2 separate regions of the Manis pentadactyla genome follow, and region 2 is linked to region 1. Evidence: chromatin contacts called from public Hi-C data. All regions are on one chromosome and are shown on one strand. Each heading gives the region's core, a stretch centred on a gene start, on an enhancer-like site or on the middle of the called end of the contact. The rest is flanking DNA. Distances are from core to core; before and after follow the strand shown.

Region 1 (3,478 bases), core at 344-2,843:
CAGTTTAAAAGGTATTAATCACCTATCTCCCTTTTTCACATTTGCAAAAGTTTTAGAATCCATACCACAGTGGATCAGAACTAGAGAGCTTCTGGGAGACAATCTGGCCCCACTATCTCTAAGTGAATCTGGAGTGTCCCTGGGAGAAAGACAAAAGAACTATTCAAAGGGAAGCCCCAGACAGTGCTAGCTTCCAGTTAGTCTGAAAAGTTCTGGGGGGAGCTGCACTACAGGATGTGGGAAAGGCCTTGGGCTCCCAACATTTACAGGCATGCACCAAAATGATTCTGCAAGTAACCTCCTGGGCCCAAAGTCCAAGCCCTTATTGAACCTCTTTGCCTACATCTCCCATGACTGCTCCCTATAGATTTCAGGACTATGGAAGCGGCTGGTTCACCCCTCAATCACAGCCAAGCTTTCCTGCTTCCCTGTTTGACCTTGGTATCTTCTTCACCTGAAATACTAAACCTCAGCTGTCAAGCTCTTTTCCATTATTCAGGTAGGGCTCAGCTGCAATTCACTGCCATCCCCACCCCACAAGCCATTCTGGCAAGCAGTGACTCCTCTGACTGAGCTCACTCTGCCCTGTCCTCTCCCCCTTAGGCCCTGAGCTTTGTCTCCTTGTATGAGTGCCTCCCACGCAGTTCTCACCGCTACATAACAGTGGTTCTCAACACAGGAAATCCACCTTCCATGGACACCTGGGAATATTTCCTTTTCTCCTCTCTCCACCCTCCCAGTTACACCCACATCCAAGAGGCCTCCTGAGGCCTGCAGAGTGGAGGCAACTAGCCCCAGGAGCACCTACCAGGATCCGCTGACTCCTCTTCCTGGGGTTGGTGGAGTCATCGTTCTTGTACAAGGTAAAGCGCATGTTCCCTGGATTACGCAGCTTCCCATTGGAGAACTGGACTGTAAAGTTAGAGTTGACAATTAAATGACAGAAGAAGGTGTATGGTAAGGAGAAACTGGAGGAATGGGGATGGCAAAGAAGGCCAGGTCCTGACCTAAACGGGGACTGAAGGAAGTCCTGGTCTGGTTGGAAAGAGAGGATGGGGAGGAGAGGGGTGTCCTGGGAAAGGGAGTCCTGGGGAGGAGGGAATAATTAGGGGGAGGGGGCTGACTGAGGAGGCCTGGTCTAGACCTAGAGAGACACAGGGAATCCCTGCCCAGAGGAGGGGCAGGTGAAACCTGGTGAGCGAGGAGATGACAGGGGCCTGGGGAGGGGTCTGGGTTGTGCATGGTGGGATGACAGAAGAGGCCTGGCCAAGCCCCCACGCAGCGGTGGAGACTAGAGGGGGTCGTGGCCCAGCTGAGAAAAAGGCCCGACGCAGGAAGGGGGAGGACTGCAGATCGAGACGAAAGGGGAGGGAGTTAATGGAAACCTCTGCTGCGGCTCCGCAATCCTTACCCAGCACAGCTCTCTGGCTCTTATCCGGCTCTCCACAGTACTGCCACCTCGCACTGGACAACGCCCCCTCCGCCATCCGGCCCCTACGGCAGCCAGAACCCGAATTTAAAACAGTTGGACCTTCACACGCTTACCCGCACGCGGAGGAAGTGCCGCTCGCCGGAAGAGGCGTGGCTCGGCTGGGTCCCGCCCTGCGCGCACGGAGACGCGTGGCTCCACCCCCAGCAGATACCGCCCCGACGCGCGCTACCGCAGGTGCTAGGCACGCGATTCCCGCCCACCCTTCTTCCTGCCCCTCCGCTCGGAGAGGCGTGGTTTCCGCGGACTCAGTGTCTCTCTTCTCCCCTGGCCGGACTCTCGGAGGCGCAGCTGCTGATTGGCCCAGCATTCAGCCTGTGCATTTCCCGGAGGCCCAAGAGCTTAAATATCCCGTAGCTCTCGGCTTAACTGTAGTGTATGGTTTCTCCTTTCTCGGCGCGGTCTAGCTGGGGTATGGTTAGTGTTTCCTACTGCCAAATCTTACTGAAACCTGAAAAGCAAAGTTCAAATATAGAATTATCTTAAAGACACAGTTTGAGCCCCAACTAAATGTAGCAACTAGCAAAAAAACCAGCTCTGTAGGGCCTCCGTCCACACACGTGGACATCCAATCCTTAAACCCAAGCTTTGTCCACAATCCTGTAAACTGTTTGGACCAGGTACAAGGCGTGATCACTCCTCAGGGCTAGGCACACATACACCTGTGGCCCAATTATGCGAGGAGGGACCTGGGGAGAAGACCGGCAGGCTGAAGAGCATTTGGGCAGGAAATTTTAGGCTCGACTAGAAGGGGGAACTCAATCTGAAGGGCATGTCCATTTGTTGCTACTGGTTCAACCCTTCCCCCGTTTGGGAAATTATCAGAGCAGGAGGAGGACCAAACAAGGCTTTTAAACATGGATCCAGGCTGGGACCCCTTTTACCCAAAGGAAGATACCGTTAGAGGTTAAGGGCAAGAACTCTGGCTGACTCATCTCTGTTCTTCACATCGCCTTCTTCTTCAAGGGTACCAATAATGTTTTTATAGCAAAAAGATCCTGTCCAGAATCATATGCTGCATTTCATTGTCGTGGCTCTAGACTCGGGAGACAGCTGTCCACAGCTCTGTGACAGTGTTTGGAAATGGTTATCTGCCCTGTGTGTAGATCCCTCCCTGGGTGATTAATGTGTACTTGAAGGTTAGGAAGCACTGTTGTACCGATTCTTTCCCTTTTAAGGCAGAAGTTTACCAGTCAGAGTCTGTGGAAGTCCTAAGAATTGGCTGCTTTACAGCCAGGTGGAAGAGTGAAGATATCACATGGATTGAAAGCAAAGACCCAGAATTACTACAATTAAGAATTCACCTAACTGGTTTTCTTGGTTTCACTGGAGATGGCTGGTAATTACAGGTATGCTTTGGTTACATAACTGTACACCTATTATGTTAATGTGTGTGCACAATTTAATTAGTAGTTTAAAACCTATCCATGCTGAAGTTACTCTACAAGAAGATATGTCAAAGAAATAATCAATCTTCCCAGGTTTTCTTCCGCCTGCTACTTCTATAGCTTTTCTTCTTCCTACCTAATTACAACCCTTAAATAGAATTGGTGCCACAATGTCGAATTTACCGAGTATCATAATTCTTCCAAGTGGTAAAGACACCTCAAGAAAAATGCTGGGCATAGAAGCCACAGGGCATAAATATGCAAAGAAGTAAAAAGCTAACCTTTTCAAACAATAAGGCTTCTCTCTCACCTACCAACTTAACATTTCCTTGTATGGCCCCAGAAGATGACTGGTTAGCCAGAGACGGGTAAGATTCCTCAAGGGAGGAACAACCTAAGACAGGCACAGTCGCAGGGGGGCCATCAGGTGAGAAAATGGGGATCAGCAGAGGTGAGGCTTAGAACCTCCCCCCTCATGTTCTGAGAGAAATCTTTTTCATACGTGGATGTTTTATTGCCCTTGTCTAGCTCGGATTAACACATAGTCTACAGGCACACACCTGATCAGCTACATTTGCTCTCTTACAACACTAAACTATGT
Region 2 (3,672 bases), core at 15-2,514, 360 kb before region 1:
GGGCAACCACAAATTTGAGGTGAATGCCTTGTCATTATCCTGTGGGGCCCCAAATCTAACCTGCACACTTATTAGATGTCAGGTGCTAGTGTCTGACAGTGAAAGATTTGCACTATCAGCCCCCAGGTGACCTTTACAATCTTATCTCCTGCTTCTGTGACTTTCTCCACTAGTCCAAATTCTGTTCATGCATCCTCCACGGCCCAGTTCAAACCCTTTCTGCCTCATGAATCCGTTCCTGGCTCGCTCTCTAGGGGAAAGCTCTTTGTGCTTCTAAATGTCCAGAGTCCTTTGTTTTTATATCTTTTATTAGACTCTCAGCTCCTTCAAGAGAGCTTAGGCACAGTAGCACACAGTAGGTACCTCAGTAGAGTGTGTGATAAAATTAGGTAGCATGTCTCCCATAGCCCAAGAAGCAGTTAAACAGACCACCTCAAGCAGACCACACATATTTTGAAGTCAGTATCTACGAAGTGCTCTTTGGGGGAAAGGGGCAGGGAAAGCTATCCAGCTACAGCTTAAGCTCTAACACTTCACTCCAGTGGAGTTGCCTATCCAAGTAAAGTCTATACACTGCACATATTTGACAAACTGACAAACCTCCTGAAGAGCCTCTCCTCTTCAGGCTGACCTTTCCCTTTCCCTCAACCCCTCCCATCCATGTTGTGTGCCTTCCAGTTTGCAAGTTAGTCAGATCATTCCCAGTGGTTCTTATGAGGGCAGAGGGATGCATGCAAGGCAGGTGTTATTTTTCAGACAGAGATGGGGGGGGCTCAGGGACAGTGACTTGTCCAACGCCATTCCCATGAAATGTCGGGACTATGACTTGACCTAACTCCGGGTCAGTGGAGTCCAAAAACCAAACTTGTCTGAGGTTGGAAACAGGGTTTAAAGTCATTTGTATGTCCTAAAGCACACACACAGGTATTCTGAAAATTGCGGTATCGGTAGCTGACAAAAGGCCACTCCGAGGGTTTAATGGAATCTAACCAAGGCTACAGAGGGGAGTTAGACGAGGCACTTTTAAAGTGTTAAGCTCACGCGCTGGCCACCCACAACCGTGAATTCCCATTGTTCCTCCCGCAGATTGCACAGGGGAACGCGTTGCCCGCTTGTGGCAAGGCCAGGCCACCGTACGGCACCAAGCGTCTAGTACTGCGACTGGCGGAGCCCCAATGCCTCACGACAGATGTGATGGGTGACCCTACACCTGCCCCGCCCCAGTCAACCGTAGCCCGCAGTAGGGGCGCCGTCCTTTGACTCCGCAGTAGCGCAGAGGCGGCGCGGCGGCGTCTCCCTCACGTGATCGCACTCGGACACCTCCCAGCGCGTCTCGCTACGCCCCGCGCACTGGCTTCGGTCAAGGTCTGCGCCTGCGCGGCCGCAGGCTCGCGGGCTCGCCGACCTGCGGGCTGGCGGCTACTGAGCACCCGCGGCGATGGGTGAGTGCGGGAGGCCGGCGAGGGGGAAACAAGGGGTGAGTGCGGAGGCGGGAGGGAACTCCCTCTGCGTTGAGGTTGTGGAAGTATCGCTCCGCCGCCCCCGCGCGTGCGCCGTCCGGGAGGGGCCGGCGGCCGGGGCCGGGGAAGCTGCCCGCGGGGGCGCGGGTCCGTTCTCGGCTCCCGGCTGTCCCGCCTCCGCGGGGCTTCGCTGGTCCCGGGCGCCGTCTGGCTGTCGGAGCGAGCTTCCCGGGCGGGGAGGCAGCGCGTTCATCTGGGCGCGCCCCGGGCGGGGAGGCGCCTCCTGGCGCTGACGAACCGCAGGGCGCGGAGGGGCCGGCCTGTGCCTGCGCTCGGGGCCGAGCGGCTCTGACGGCGCTGGGACGGCGGAAGGGCCCCTGCCCCCCGTCCCCCGGGTCTGGGGTTCCGGCATTCCCGAGTCTATTTCAGAGTGTGGGAGGCGAAGGGGGCCCTTTCCCCTCCCCGCTGTTGTCACAGATTGGGGAAATGGTCTCCTGGAGAGCGGTAAGTGCAGCCACTGCTAGGTAGGGCTTATTCTGCGACACCATGTTGCATCGCGCTGTAGGCGACTCAGTTGTAGGCTTTTTTGGGGGGAAGGGGCGGTGTTGTTAATTGTAAATCTCTGTGCCGATTTTTTGGTATTAAGCTTAGCTGGACGGAGCATGTCGATGCTTGAGTTTTATTTACCCTTTGGGCATAACCTTTATTTTGTCCCTTACAGCTGAACACAGCTGGTCTTAATTTCCACCTTGTTTTTCTGACTGTAAGCTGTCAAAGAGAAGCCCTTAAACTGAGTGTGTAATGATCCCGCATGTTTGAGCCTCCTGCGCCCTTGCTTTGAAAGGATTCAAAAGGTGCAAGGACTGGTATCACATCCTAGTGGTTTCAGAGTACGGGTTAGGCGCTTTGGGTCTGGAGTCAGTGCATCTCAGGGAAAAATCACAATCTGTTTATCTGTACGAGGAATGGATTTACCTGGTCGCTCCTTTGGTAGATTAAAGTAAACCCAGAGAAGTGGGTTTTTGAATTAGAGACTTTGGTTTATATTTATATTTATATTTATATTTATATTAGCAAGATAATGTCATAAGTAGGACTTGAACCCATTCTGCTGAATGCTGTCTGAGATATGCTGACTTAGGAGAGTTCACGTCCTTTGAGAACTGCAGTCAGCTTCTTTACAGTTTTTGCACAAAGACCTTTGGGCTGGGTTCATAGCTGGGTCCTGCTTATCCATGTGGCTGTAAATTACAGTGAGTATTTAGAGTTTACTGTTTTCTTACGCCACAAGTATTTGACATTTGCACCTGCTTGATAGTCAACTCATTAACTTTATTTCCTTTTGAGACAGGTTAAATATTTTAGATGGCAAACAAGTGTAAAATTATGTTAAATAAATTTTGCAATAAATTCCAAATAATTACCTACATTAAAGAATTTTAATATAGAGATCATTTAGCAAATAAATTTAGCCATATTTACAGTATAAACATGCAAAATCCTAAGGCACATTGCCACAGAATACTGTGCACACTGTGCTTCCTTTTATTGCTTCGTTAAGAACCTATTCACACCATTCACTCCAGGATGAAACTGGAGGGAAAGCTTTAAATCTGTGAAATCTGTGAGGGTTTCATTACATTTCTGTTTCCTGGTGTCCAGGCCTATTCTTTAAAATCTGAGACTCCAAACATACAGTAATGTTATTAAAATTTCTTAAAATAGTTCAGTACAGTGGTCAATAAAATGACTGGCTGACTTCTGTTAGCCACGGTTTTCTGTTTGGTAACAGTCCCCATTATTATGATAAGTCATAATAAACTAGATGAAATAACTGTAATTTGCAAGATTTTGGAAGTAGTTTAAGTACCATTCCAGTAAAATAAAAAATGAATACAGATAAAATTTTCAGGTATACAGATAACTTATCAAGAAACATACATCGTTAAAAGCTTGTAGATGATGACTTTAGAATACTATATATTGTGTGTTCCGTATGTAAATATGAATTTTTTTACATTCATAAATTGTCTCAGTGTGTTATTGTATAATCACATATGTATTCATCATAAAGTTTCTATTGATTTTAACATCGTTTAGTCCTGAAACTCTGAAGAGCAAAGCATTATATAGATAGAAAGCATTTCTATGCTAAAATTATTTATTAATGTTGGTTAATCTTAGATTGCCCAGCATAGTACTAATAAAAGTT

The links. Hi-C and Micro-C count contacts between places; a contact is called where the count stands out from the background.
Region 2: a Hi-C map of skin fibroblasts shows a contact between it and region 1, with 5 times the contacts expected there. The contact joins the promoter of SLC25A51 here to the promoter of POLR1E in region 1. A contact is called at or near these places in 2 of 3 Hi-C or Micro-C datasets (fibroblasts and skin fibroblasts).

Annotation. Positions count from the first base shown.
Region 1 is chr3:187,636,874-187,640,351 of mManPen7.hap1, reverse strand. POLR1E (RNA polymerase I subunit E) reads right to left here and starts at 1,593. Exons shown (of 14, transcript XR_008996558.1): 1 at 1,412-1,593; 2 at 809-912.
Region 2 is chr3:187,993,271-187,996,942 of mManPen7.hap1, reverse strand. SLC25A51 (solute carrier family 25 member 51) reads left to right here and starts at 1,264. Exons shown (of 2, transcript XM_036888403.2): 1 at 1,264-1,477.